Linked DNA regions of Arabidopsis thaliana: regions 2 and 3 are each linked to region 1. Evidence: chromatin contacts called from public capture Hi-C and targeted proximity ligation data. All regions are on one chromosome and are shown on one strand. The core of a region is the stretch at or near the end of the contact, and the rest is flanking DNA. Distances in the headings are between cores, read along the strand shown. Region 1 holds the start of ALATS (Alanyl-tRNA synthetase). Region 2 holds the start of AT1G50120 (immunoglobulin). Region 3 holds the start of AT1G50380 (Prolyl oligopeptidase family protein).

What was found. Capture Hi-C pulls out chosen DNA fragments and counts their contacts.
Region 2: a contact with region 1 is called in a targeted proximity ligation map of shoot, with 10 read pairs. A contact is called at or near these places in 2 of 26 Hi-C or Micro-C datasets (root and vegetative nucleus) and 1 of 2 datasets of targeted methods (shoot).
Region 3: a capture Hi-C map of seedling shows a contact between it and region 1, with 2.0 times the contacts expected there. A contact is called at or near these places in 2 of 26 Hi-C or Micro-C datasets (root and vegetative nucleus) and 1 of 3 other capture datasets (seedling).

Annotation. Positions count from the first base shown.
Region 1 is chr1:18,597,105-18,601,594 of TAIR10.1, forward strand. It overlaps ALATS (Alanyl-tRNA synthetase), which reads right to left and starts at 1,465. Exons shown (of 23, transcript NM_103905.4): 1 at 913-1,465; 2 at 409-647; 3 at 1-103. The coding sequence starts at 1,207. It also overlaps the pseudogene AT1G50210.
Region 2 is chr1:18,559,530-18,563,978 of TAIR10.1, forward strand. AT1G50120 (immunoglobulin) reads left to right here and starts at 2,199. Exons shown (of 12, transcript NM_103898.5): 1 at 2,199-3,067; 2 at 3,216-3,293; 3 at 3,449-3,606; 4 at 4,391-4,449. The coding sequence starts at 2,773. AT1G50110 (D-aminoacid aminotransferase-like PLP-dependent enzymes superfamily protein) reads right to left here and starts at 862. Exons shown (of 9, transcript NM_103897.4): 1 at 656-862; 2 at 312-489; 3 at 1-88. The coding sequence starts at 690.
Region 3 is chr1:18,659,808-18,664,399 of TAIR10.1, forward strand. AT1G50380 (Prolyl oligopeptidase family protein) reads left to right here and starts at 2,459. Exons shown (of 11, transcript NM_001333432.1): 1 at 2,459-2,844; 2 at 2,992-3,275; 3 at 3,377-3,571; 4 at 3,791-4,137; 5 at 4,344-4,592. The coding sequence starts at 2,475. It overlaps FYPP1 (Calcineurin-like metallo-phosphoesterase superfamily protein), which reads left to right. Exons shown (of 10, transcript NM_103920.4): 4 at 134-191; 5 at 551-661; 6 at 774-824; 7 at 930-1,073; 8 at 1,171-1,266; 9 at 1,356-1,427; 10 at 1,782-2,245. The coding sequence ends at 1,865.

The DNA of each region.
Region 1 (4,490 bases), core at 215-2,714:
CCTTCAACCATATATCCCTAGCCTCATTATCAGGTTGAAGGCCAGCTTTCTCATCACCGCCAAAATATGTAGCGTAGATTCGATCAGTCGGTAGCCCATAGACCTGAGGCATGAAAACAGGGAGGTATCAACCTCAATGAAATAAACAACCTCAACGAAAAGAGAATAGTAACTTTACAAAATTATGAAATACTGTCACAAGGTATCTAACTGAAATGTACAACCAAATGAAAAGAGAAGAATCACTTTACAAAACTGAAATGTACAACCAAATGAAAAGAGAAGAATCACTTAACAAAATTGAGACATACCGTCCCAAGGGAGGGAGACAATAGTTTACTGAATAATACCATGTATATTTTTCTTAAATCAAGTAAACAGAGACAAATTTCCCAGGTATTTAATTACCTTGGTTAAGAGCTCCCAAGCCCATTCGATAGCTTCCTTCTTGAAATAATCTCCAAAGGACCAGTTACCAAGCATTTCAAAGAAGGTGTGATGGTACGTATCTTTGCCGACATCATCCAAATCATTATGCTTTCCACCAGCACGAATACACTTTTGGGTGTTACATGCCCGAGATAGCTTGCTAAGCTCAGTATTTGGATCGGCCGTACCCAAAAATATTGGCTTATACTGGTTCATTCCTTGAAAAACAGAGAAGTTTCAATGTCATTAATAATTCTATTTTTCGCCAGACATATCAAGAGAACTTAATTTACATAGCTCAGTATCAATATCAGAAAATTTCGACCAAAACTGAAATTGAGAAATTTGAATAAGTCCCAAAGCTTCAAAGACAAAAGAAGACAGAATAAGTCAACTCTATAGAATCTGAATTCCATAGATCAACTTGGACAAATTCCCAATCTTATCGGCAAAAACAGATATGAGGAATCGAAGTTATCGTACCAGCGTTAGCGAAGAGAAGAGTAGGATCATTATGAGGAACAACGGGGCTTGATGGCCAGAACTTGTGGCCTTTGCCTCTGAAGAAATCGACATAAGTATCCCGGACTCTCTTTGCTGGCCACTGAGTCTCCGATGGTTCGGAACCCGGCATGACTGCGACGGAGGAAGACGTCGACGAAGAGGAAGAAAAACGGAAGTGAGAGAAAAAAGGGCGGCGGAGATGGGAAGAGTAAAAAACCCTAGACGGAGGTTTGGTTGAAGAAATCAGAAGAGAAGCTGCCTTCACTAATCTCATTCAAACCAATAAAAGACCTTCTCTCTCTCCTCCTATCCTATTTTCTACCGTTAAAATTTATTTAATCCGATTCCTTTTCCGCAAGATATATTATTTTAAGGGATAATACTTAAAAAATAAAAAAAGTAAAATTTGGAAAATACATTTTGTTCATCAAAGGATAACATTAAAAAAAAAACGAGAGTAAATTTTGGTTCTCGTTTAGATAAACTGTTGGGTTTGCTGCCACTAGCCGTGAGACTGCCTCGCATGTTATTGTTTGTTTCGTTGTTGTTGTTGCTGTTGTCGTTGCCGCAAGTTTTGAATTTGTTTTGCTGCTACTGTTGCAAATTTTTGTATTCGTTTCTCAGATAATACTATAGTTTTACACGTAATTTTTTTTTTTCCAATCAACCAAATGTAATTCTAATATATTTTTGTTACTTGAATTTTTTTCATATTTGAGTTTTTCTCTTTTTATTATGTGGATTGATATGATCTATATATAAAAATTATTCTTATTCTTGTTAAATATTAATCTAAATACTATTTTTATAGTATAAAAAATGAATGATATTATTTTGATGTAAACTACCTAAAATTTTATAACAATAATGAGTTTTTACGCTATTGATCAAATTGGGTTGGATGGATTTCTGTTACATATTGGTTACAGTTATTAAAAGGGAAAAATGTTATTTAATACCTCAACTTTCAAATTATGACAGTTTTATACGTTAACTTTATATATGGTCATTTTAAACATGAAGTTATCGTTGATCACCATTTAAACCATGAATATTTTATTGACCAGGCCAAAAAAATTAGTCGTTAACGGATTATTCAACTCCCGTTAACACCTCCATTAACCATTCTAAACGACGTCGTTTTCGTTTTTCTTTAAAAAGAAATGACAGACCTGGGATTCGAACCCCTATCATTTGAGAAAAATCAAAGGTCATTTGACCACTCTACCTGCAAAGATTTCTCTGTCATTCTATACAAACACAGATACTTATATACGCTTAAAGTTCTTCTTCTTCATCTTTAACGAAACAAAACATTTCCATAGTAAAGCTTCCATTGAAGAACACCTCCGATTTTGAACACTTCGATTTCTCCATGGACTTCTACCATTTAATACAAGCCTCATCAAGCACCCCTATTCATTGAAGAACACCTCCAAACCTTTTTTTCCCGCCAAAAAAAAAAAAATCCCGCCAAAAATAAATTTCCCGCCAAAATTTTTTCTCGTAAATTTTGTTTCCCAGCAAAAAAAATGCTTTTAAAAATCCTTGTAAATTTTTTAAAAACTCTTTTAAAAAACCTTGTAAAGTTTTTTAAAATCTTTGGTAATTGCTAAAAACCCTTGTAAATCATTTTAAAACCTCTTAAAATCTTTATAAAGTCTTTAAAAACATAGGTAAATACTTTAAAACCCCTTTTTAAACCTTTGTAAATCATTTTAAAACTTTTTACAATAGTTTTACAAGATTTACAATCGTTTTTTAAGCATAAGTAAGTGGCATTGAATGATTTACAAGGGATTTTGAAAACTTATAAAAGGGTAAAACATGATTTACAATCGTTTTAAAGCATAAGTAAGTGGCATAAAATGATTTACAAGGGATTTAAAAAAGGTTAGCATGGTTTACAATCGTTTTTTAAGCATAAGTAAGTGGCATTGAATGATTTACAAGGGATTTTAAAAGCTTATAAAAGGGTAAAACATGATTTACAATCGTTTTTAAAGCATAAGTAAGTGGCATTGAATGATTTACAAGGGATTTTAAAAGCTTATAAAAGGGTAAAACATGATTTACAATCGTTTTTAAAGCATAAGTAAGTGGCATTGAATGATTTACAAGGGATTTTAAAAGCTTATAAAAAGGTAAAACATGATTTATCATCGTTTTTAAAGCATAAGTAAGTGGCATAAAATGATTTACAAGGATTTTTAAAAAGGGCTAGCATGGTTTACAATGTTTTTTTAAGCATAAGTAAGTGGCATTGGAATGATTTACAAGGGATTTTAAAAGCTTATAAAAGGGTAAAACATGATTTATAGTAACGAAAACGACATCGTTTAGAATGGTTAACGGAGGTGTTAACGGGAGTTGAATAATCCGTTAACGACTATTTTTTTTGGCCTGGTCAACGAAATATTCATGGTTTAAATGGTGGTCAACGATAACATCATGTTTAAAATGACCATATATAAAGTTGACGTATAAAACGGTTATAATTTGAAAATTAGGGTATTAAATAACATTTTTCTCGTTATTAAAAAGCAATATATCTCTGCAAATGGACACACCAAAAAGCCAAACACAATTTGATCAAATTACCATCATTACTCCAAATTATCATCGTTATTCAAAGTATTTCAAAGTTAAGACATAAGTTCGCAAGAAGACACTTCACATATCCAGCTACAGATGATAACTGGATGAACCTGTAAGAAATAAAAAGTTAAAAATGAAAGTCAGATACATCAACAAGAACCAGTACTAATTCGATTAGAGTCATTCACATCTAAAATCAATCTGAGTCCAGTTTTCAAAGAACACAGTTTCAATCACAGAGAGGCAGAAAAAACATACTTGATCAAGACCAAAAACTCCAAGAAATGTTGCAAGTTATGTCTTCAGTAGACAAAATAGATGCATATAATAAGAGACTAGCCATAGAGAATACTTGTGATATAAGAAGAAATCTGCAAAAAAAGAAGAAAAAATATTATTATTTTTACAGAAGGAAAAAAGATCTCGGATGAACTGATTCAGAAAAGTATTTGGACACAGAAAACTAGTAGTCGTTCATCAACGACGGAAGTAACTCCCTAGTTGCAGCAACTGCGTACCGCATATCCCTTAAGAGTTGTTTCTTTTCCAGCTGCTCATTTACAATGGTGACAAACTTGAGAACAAAAGAGAAGCTAACCTCAATATGCAGCATTGGTCGCTTTATATGCTGATCCCAGGGGTGTGCTTCATGAGCAACAATTGAAGCTAACATGTGAAGAGAGTTGGGAGCTGTTGGAGAAAATTTCATTATCTGGAAGAGAAAATATAGGTAATCATTAGGCTCTAATCTTTCTGCAGCATATATACTATCATACTTGACACACTTATTCACCTGATATGCAGAGCCAATGTTGGTTAAGAAAATGGAGGAGATTGGGAAGCAGATAATTGTAAGGTGTGGAGGTTTACCTCTAGCTATAACAGTTCTTGGAGGATTTCTGGCAATGATAAGTACATGGAACGAGTGGCAAAGAGTATATGAGAACATCAAATCATAT
Region 2 (4,449 bases), core at 949-3,448, 37 kb before region 1:
TTTGCATGCGAAGAGCGTTTTGGTCAGGCCGGAAAATCCTAATCCGGTCGTCTTCTGTTCTGTAAGCTTTGAGACCTTCAAATAGTCCCTACAAAGCCAAACCAATATCAAAAGGTATAGACGCTAAAGTTGCTGACTTTTACAGTCAATTCAAACAATCATTGATTAAAGGCTTCAAATTTCTTAATAATGTTTCTGATAAATACCGAAGTTCCTACAATCAGTGAGATTTGGTAAGGCTTATACAACCAGAGAAAGCAAATTAGCACTAATTTGATGAAGTAAGAGCCATAATGGTCCTCAAAACCTACCTGGCCGTAATTGAGAATCGGAGAACAAGGGCTAATTGAAATGTCGCCATAAGGAACAATCTTCCCTTGTGTAAAGCTCTCTCCTTGTCTGCATTTGGCTACATACATATAATCTATTGGAGTCAGAGCGAATCCAAGCTCTTCCCATTTGACATTCGCATATTTTTCATCTGTTTCACTGATTTGATTTCAATGCATGCCCACCAAAAGAAAACAGAAAATGAGTAAAATGAATTTAAATGAACAAACACGAGATAACCCCAGATCAGGGGATTCTAATAACTATAAATCTGTCCTTTTTTTTTTCTTCTCATTTATCATAAAAAGATGAGACCTTTTTATACCTTGTAGTACGAAGAGGTGATGAAGAAGGAGCCATCTATGGAGAAATAGAGAAAGCAGTAGTGAAGTGAAGCAGAAGAAGAGAGGCGTGTAGTGGTCACGTGGTTTCAGGAGCGTCTTTTTATAGTGTGACTGACAACAAACAAACCCTTTTGATTCCTTCTCCACTTTTTTCTTTTAAAGAATTTGTTGATGGGAATATACTAATAAATTGTAGAATCTTCAACTATTTTTCTTTTTATACGAAGGTTGATGGGATGGCTAAAGACTTTTTTTATTAAGCTAAAGTGGCCGTTCTTTGTTGAGAAAAGGTGTCTTTAATTCATTAGTACCAATACATTGCACCGAGACTCCGAATGGAGAGTAAACCATATAGTGCAATGCAGTTTCATAGTACCGAAAACATTTACATATTATTGATACCGATACATTGTACTATTTTTTTTTTCTTTATAATCAGGATAATCAGAACCTTTACAACCGGACTATTTTTTTCCAAAATGATAAATTTTTAGTTTTTATTTCATTTTTAATAATAAAATATATCTATTACTAAAAATTAAAATATAAAAAAGAAGTTACAAAATTTATCGGGTGAAAATGGAGTAAGATTCAAGTTGCAATGAATTGTTGGGCAATCACTCACTTTGTTAAATTCAATGGTTCACCAATTAATCCGACGACAAAGTTCAGAGATTTAGTTCCAGTTGATTCGCTTTTTTACTACAGTCACATTTATGCCAACAAAGCTCAAGTCAACAACATGTTTGCTACCACGATAAATATGTTTTGCTTTCCCTTTATCATTTTTTTTTTTGTTTGTTTTAGATTCTAAACAAGCTTCGTAACTGATATGATTTGTCTTCCATGGACTACTCATGAGCAAAAAATCGTTTTGAGTAATCTTGATAGAATCCTAAGGAGTATTGTTGCCTAGTTTTGCATTTGTTACTGATTCAGAAGAGGTGGCCATAAATAATGAACTAGCTCTTACCAAAGCAATCCGTGATGTAAATGACCAAATTTTATGGATTTTATATGATTTGGTTTCGTGTGATTATAGATAAACTAACTCGCAAAATTAGACAACTTCAAACTATATTGTTCAATTACAGTTTCAATGTTTTGCAAAAGACAATAGGAACAACATTTTGCTAAGAATCAAGACACCTAGATAGTTTTATGTTCATGTAAAAGACAATCAGTGAATGCAAGTAAATACTTAAGATAGAAAGACAAAAAGTCTAGCCTACTTTAAAATCCATGATACATAATCCAAAACACACTAAATTGAATGTTTAAGGAACTACTACTGTATAGTATTTCTAATTAGCCGAGTACACATTTTTAAGATGTCGAAAAGATGCTAAAATTGAATATGAAAATATAATTACTTCTTTGTAAATTAGGTGTTTTTTAACGAATCATCATATGTACAAAAATATGATGAGCCAATGATTTATTGAATTAGATACATGTAGAAAGGATTTGTATGATCCTAAAGAACTTCGAAACGAACTAATCAAATGGATCAAAAATATGATTGCAGAATATAAGAAATGTTGGGCTCATGTTGGGCTGAAATAAGACGTAGAGATTAAGTTAAGCTAAGCTTTCTAAAGTAATTGTAAGCTTCTCCTGCAGAGGAGAATAGAAGTCATCAAACAAGGATCTCAGAAAATTGCTTATCTCCCTAATTTCTTCATCTCCCTCTAAACTCTCTTCCAGAATCCTTGCTCAATTCTCTTCATTTGTGATCTCGGCTCTCTTATCACGAAGACTTCTCCCGGCGGCACCGTCTTCACATTTCTGCTCGTCATTCTCAAGGAACCAAGGTAGAAGCTCACTCTCTGTGAACGAAACATTTGCCTTTTGTTCGGAACGAAATCTCACAAATTGGTTCTATGATCTGCGCGATTCGCGTCGTCTTCTCTCTGGATCTGAAGTAATTGATTGCCATTCGTTAGCTACTGTCTGCCAATTTTTTATGTTTGTCCTCTCTCTGGAACCCTTGAATGATTCAACTCCATCCAAGTCTCGTCGTCCTTGTAATTAGCACCATTGAAGCGATTCATGGAAGGCATTGTTGTATTGGTTAAGAAACACAGCCATTGAAGCGATGCTATCATCAAGGTTTTCCTTTTTGGGGATCGGCAGTTCCAGTGAAGTCAATGACTCCGTGGGTGTTTCTGGAAGCAAGATCAAACCATCTCTAAGTGTTCAAACGGATAAAGATGTGTATAGGCCTGGAGATTCCATTTTTGTAACTATTGAGGTTGCTAATTCTCATGACAACGCCTCTAATCCCTCCATTTTGGTTGAAAAGCTTAGTTTTGAGGTTAAAGGTCTAGAGAAATTGGACATTCAGTGGTTTTCTACTCAAAAACCTTCACCAGGAAGCAAAGGACGAAGAGGTATTTTAACAAGCTTTTTACTGCAACTGTTATATATCTTCTGTCAGCCTTTCATGTTTCTTCCAACACGTCATGCTCACTTTACCATCTACTTGTAATTTTCTATTGATGTGCGTTAACCATATATATATCTCTTGGAGATTTTCAGGTGAACACATCTTCCTAGACAGTTCAACACCATCTTTGATTTCAAATCAAATCCTATCCCCTGGTGCTAAGATGACATGTAATCTTGCCTAACTCCTTCTCTAATACTGTATGAACAAAGAACAATAATAACGTACACTTGCTTGATGCCGACGGCACATATACTAACGGCTAGGCTTTACAATGTCAACCTTTAAGCTGACAGGCTTCTTTGTTTGTAATTTTCATCTACAGTAATGGTTCGAGCTATACTCCCACAGATTATACCACCTTCTTATAAAGGTGCTACTTTACGTTACCTTTACTACATTAAGAGCACATTATGCGGAAGATGGATGGCATTAGAAAACAGTCAATTTTACAAAGACTCAACACAAGATTTCATTGAAGTGGTTAGTTTACTTGACTTTCCGTGTTTTCTGTAGGTGTTATATGTGTAAAACATTGTGTTTCGGTTACTTTGGTTGCTTGAACGCAATTTGTTTTCTATTCACCGGTGTGGAAAATATATAAACTGGGATAAACACAAACAATGTAGCTCTGTTGTGTTGAAACACGTCTCATGGTTCTTACTATAGTGCTAAGTCAGGCTGTATCCTTGGTTTTTAGTCTGCTTGATGCCTAATTGATAATAGAATCACACAACTTTGTATGAGTCATTCAACATTCTTAGATCATCTAGCTTATTGTTTCTCTGTGGCGATGCAATGGAGATGCACCAGGGTTTATATGCAAACTATGAAGTTGAAGCATGAGGTTTAAAGCGTAGCTTAGTCTAGATCTTCTTGGAAAACTTTTCAGTGTTACATGTAGTTAGTTTTCTTTGGCCAATTTGTCACTGCAGTGAGTTTAGTAGTTCAGTCAGTTGATTATAACATCTTTCTAATCAAGTATAATTTGATACTTTCTGTCATCAAAATAATCTTGTTCCCCTGAAATTGGATGCCTTGATTCTGGAGTTGGTCTACGATTTAATCATGGTAATATGTCATAACTGAAGGTCTAATTACATACCTCCTATGGCCTGATGCTTGATAGAAAATACTAAGTAAATGTATTTTGTGATAAGCCTCTTAATTTTTCTGAAATATAATATATTTTTCCCTTTTCCACTTGTATTTTATAGTTTGCTGTTGGCATAAATTTGACTCCTGTAATCTTGTTATTTACCAACAGGAGACTCGAATACCATTACAAGTATGGGTAATTCAGAAGAACAATGGGCTGCTATTAGA
Region 3 (4,592 bases), core at 1,209-3,708, 64 kb after region 1:
GAGAATGCTCTTTAAGCTGTAAACGCATTGCTCTACTGGAAAATCGATTTAACTTGTATTCCAGGAAATTTATATTCTAACTTACTTTGCTGTGAGCTTAAAATCACTCGTTTCCTTGTATTTCAATATGTAGACATCCAGCCAATATCACTCTTTTGCGTGGAAATCATGAAAGTAGACAGCTAACTCAGGTATGCATTATTCTAATCCATTTATATCTATTGTTGCTGACTTGCTGTGCTCTTCACGCAGTTACTGGTTGAGAAGTAATTTTCGCTCAATTGTTATAACTAGTTTTGAAAGTTTATTTTGTACATGTGGCAATGCCATGCTAGATATAGGCATAGATGTTAACTAAGATGCATTTTATGTGAACCCTTTGCAACCATAAGTTTTCTTCTCGGAAGCTCTTGATTTATCTCTATCCTACACCATATCCTATATCTTTTAACATCCACTGTCAAGGACGAAGATTGTAGTGATATTTTGTGCCCTGCAGGTTCATTTTTATAGTTTTCTTAAATTGTCGTACCAATTTTATATTTGCTAGGTGTATGGTTTCTATGACGAATGCCAAAGGAAGTATGGTAATGCTAATGCTTGGAGATATTGCACGGATGTTTTTGACTATCTTACACTTTCAGCTATTATAGATGGCACTGTAAGTATTTCTCAGCTTCTTTGGCATTGTGTTATGATGTGTTCTTGTATAATTTTATGAATGCATAAGTTAGCTGTATACCATATTAAAACGTATTGCATCCTCAATGTAGGTTCTATGTGTTCATGGTGGCCTTTCACCTGATGTACGGACAATTGACCAGGTTAAAATGTGCTATTTTAAATTACTTTTGGTTTTCACCATGCAAGTGTTATTTATGATTAGATTAAATCTCATTTACTCATTTAGATGTTATTTTGTTCTCTAGATAAGATTGATTGAGCGGAATTGCGAAATACCGCATGAAGGACCCTTCTGTGATCTTATGTGGAGTGATCCTGAAGATATTGAAACATGGGCTGTCAGTCCACGTGGAGCTGGTTGGCTTTTCGGGTCCAGGGTTACCACTGAGGTATTTATATTTTTTTCTGGGGTTGAAATTTGAATAAGGTGTGAAAAGAAATAAATGTATTTCAGTTCCCTGATCTGTGGTTTTGCTTCTTGTGCAGTTTAACCATATTAACAATCTTGATCTAGTATGTCGCGCTCACCAGCTTGTACAAGAAGGTCTCAAGTACATGTTCCAAGATAAAGGTCTTGTAACTGTAAGTGCCTTGCTTCCTTATGATCATTTTGGATAGTTGGAAGTATAATCTGCTTGGTGATGTTTCTTCTCTTTATTTTTTTTGTAAAGGTGTGGTCTGCGCCTAATTACTGCTACCGTTGTGGGAATGTGGCTTCTATATTGAGTTTCAATGACAACATGGTGAGGCATTTGTTTTCTCTTTTGTTACTGATCTGCCACAATATCTTGTTTCATGTTCTTCTTACTTTTATGCACTCGTCTTCGGATTCTACTTTTCCTTTTTGATTAAATAAGTTACTGCCTTTGATACTTGTCTCTCGACCCAAACATATACACATGAGTGACTCTTGTGAGATAGAGTTATGATGTTTAAGCCATTTATTTAGTAACAATTCACAGTTCGCGTGGAATCAGTCTGTCCATATTGATTGTGCTCTGTGTGTTACTTTTCATATATAGACCTGTTTCTGGGAAGTGTTTAGGATCTGGTCCTCACTGACAGTAATGATTTGTTAAAATATGCTTAATTACCAGGAAAGGGAAGTGAAGTTCTTCACGGAGACAGAAGAGAACAATCAAATGAGAGGGCCAAGGACAGGTGTTCCTTATTTCCTGTGATTCATGATGATGATCCTACATCATTATTAGTCTCGTATTGCTCTTATCAAGTTAGCCATTATCATGATTGCCATTGGCTTATGTTCTTTCAAGGTATATCTTCTGATGTTGTTTACACTTCCATTGTTTTTTTTTTCCTTTTTCCATTTTGGAAACATTTTCTTGTGAAAGTGAATGTCACTTTGGTAATTTTAGTGGTTTTGATGCACTTTAACCTGAACCTCTTCTGGATGTTATTATTATACGTGCTTTCTTTCTTGTTTTGTTTCATCTTTGTTCTGTAAGCAAGACCAATTTTTATCATCTCAGCTTATTTGCAGTTTAGCACGGTTTGATTAGGTTCTGGGTTAATCTCAGGCTTATAAAATTCATCAAGCTCAAAAATAGTCCACTACAAGAACATAGAAGACCATTAATCAACATTCAACAGTAATTTGTTTCTAATCTAATTATTTGGTTTTGTTCAATAATCCTAGCAAAAATTCACGAAAGAGTTAATAATTTTGTAACCGGAATCATAGATAGGCCGGTTTATCCAAACCGGATATGACCTGTCCTCTATTAACAAACTGGTCGCGAGTCTCTAGGCAACTAAAACGGACACGTAATATGATAATAAGGCGTGGACTCGTATCTCTCGGCACTCACTTTCTCGCGACTCGTAGTCGTCTTCTCCACTTCGATACTCCTCTCTCTTGCCTCGTTCCTCTTGTTCCTCGCCGCCGCTCTATTCTACGGCTGTCTTCTTCTTTTTCCTCTTCCTCTGAAACCGGAGCTGCGTCAGTGCGGTTGACATCACCGAGAGACATGGCGGAATCGAGATCCCCTCCTGTAGCGAAGAAGGTGGAGCATGTGATGGAGATGTTCGGTGACGTTAGGGTTGACAATTACTACTGGCTCCGTGACGATTCTCGCACCAATCCCGACATGCTTTCTTATCTTCGTGAAGAAAATCACTACACTGATTTCGTCATGTCTGGTGAGTCTTTTCAAGTTGCCTCTGTCAGTGACGTTGTGATACTTAGGGGATTAGGGTTTTTAGCTTTCCTTGTTTTCAATTTGGAGTATTAGTGACTTGTTGATTATGCAAGCTTGTGATAAATTAGACTGGAAAATAAAAATTCAGGGACCAAGCAATTTGAGAATCAGCTGTTTGCTGAAATAAGAGGGAGGATCAAAGAAGATGATATATCTGCACCTCTACGCAAGGGTCCTTACTATTATTATGAGAAAAATCTTCAAGGAAAGGAATATATTCAGCACTGTAGACGTTTGATCACTGACAACAAAGCTGAGCCTTCTGTCTATGATACTATGCCAACTGGTCCAGATGCTCCTCCTGAGCATGTGATATTGGATGAGAATACCAAGGCTCAAGAGCATGACTACTACAGAATTGGGGCCTTCAAGGTTTGACTAGAAAATAGACTTTAAAAATCGTCCTAAGAGATATCCTTTTCAAACTTGCTCTTTACTAACTTGATGTTTCATTTTCTTGATTCTTTTTATAGGCGAGTCCCGATCATAAATTGGTGGCATATGCAGAGGACACAAAAGGTGATGAGATATATACAGTGAATGTCATCGACTCTGAAGCCCTAAAACCAGTGGGGCAACAGCTTAAAGGACTTACTTCTTATCTTGAATGGGCTGGTAATGATGCTTTGCTCTACATAACAATGGACGAAATCCTGCGACCTGATAAGGTTTACCTTCAATCTTTTCCCACCCTACTGTCTTAGTGTATAGTACTGGAGGAAGGGATTAACTTTTGCATGAATATAGATTTTACCGTTTCGATCAATTGTTGACATTATACACCTCATAGATGCCATATTTTCTTACCAAATTTGACTGTACTTATTATGAGATACGTCAATATTTTTGGCTTTCATGTTCTGATCTTCATATATTCTTTGTAACAGGTTTGGTTACATAAATTAGGGACAGAGCAGAGCAGTGATGTATGCCTTTACCATGAGAAGGATGATATGTTTTCTCTTGAACTCCACGCTTCTGAGAGCCATAAGTATTTATTTGTTGCATCTGAAAGCAAAACTACAAGATTTGTCTTCTCGCTTGATGTGTCCAAGACTCAGGATGGACTCAGGGTGTTGACACCTCGTGTAGATGGAATTGATTCATCTGTCAGTCATCGTGGGAACCACTTTTTCATCCAGAGAAGGAGCACTGAATTTTACAACTCAGAACTGATCGCCTGTCCAGTTGATGACACATCAAAGACAACTGTTCTGCTTCCACATAGAGAAAGGTAAACTTTTTTTGTTAGAATCTGGTTGCCATTGTGGCCTATCCAAAATCCAAATGAAGTATAACTAATTTTAATATCATGTATATCCTTCGGCTTAGACGACATGCATGCTGGGTTGTTTTCCAGTTGCTAGATTAGTTTTATAATGCATTTAACATCAAGGTCACCTTGTATGCCTAGCTAAACAATTATATTTGCATGGACAGTGTAAAGATTCAGGAAATTCAGCTTTTCCGAGATCATCTTGCAGTCTTCGAGCGTGAAAACGGACTGCAGAAGATCACAGTTCATAGGCTTCCTGCTGAGGGACAGCCACTGGAAGGTCTCCAAGGTGGTCGTAATGTGAGCTTTGTTGACCCGGTCTATTCAGTTGACTCAACCGAGTCCGAATTTTCGTCCAGGGTTTTAAGGTTTAAATACTGCTCAATGAAAACACCTCCTTCTGTGTATGACTA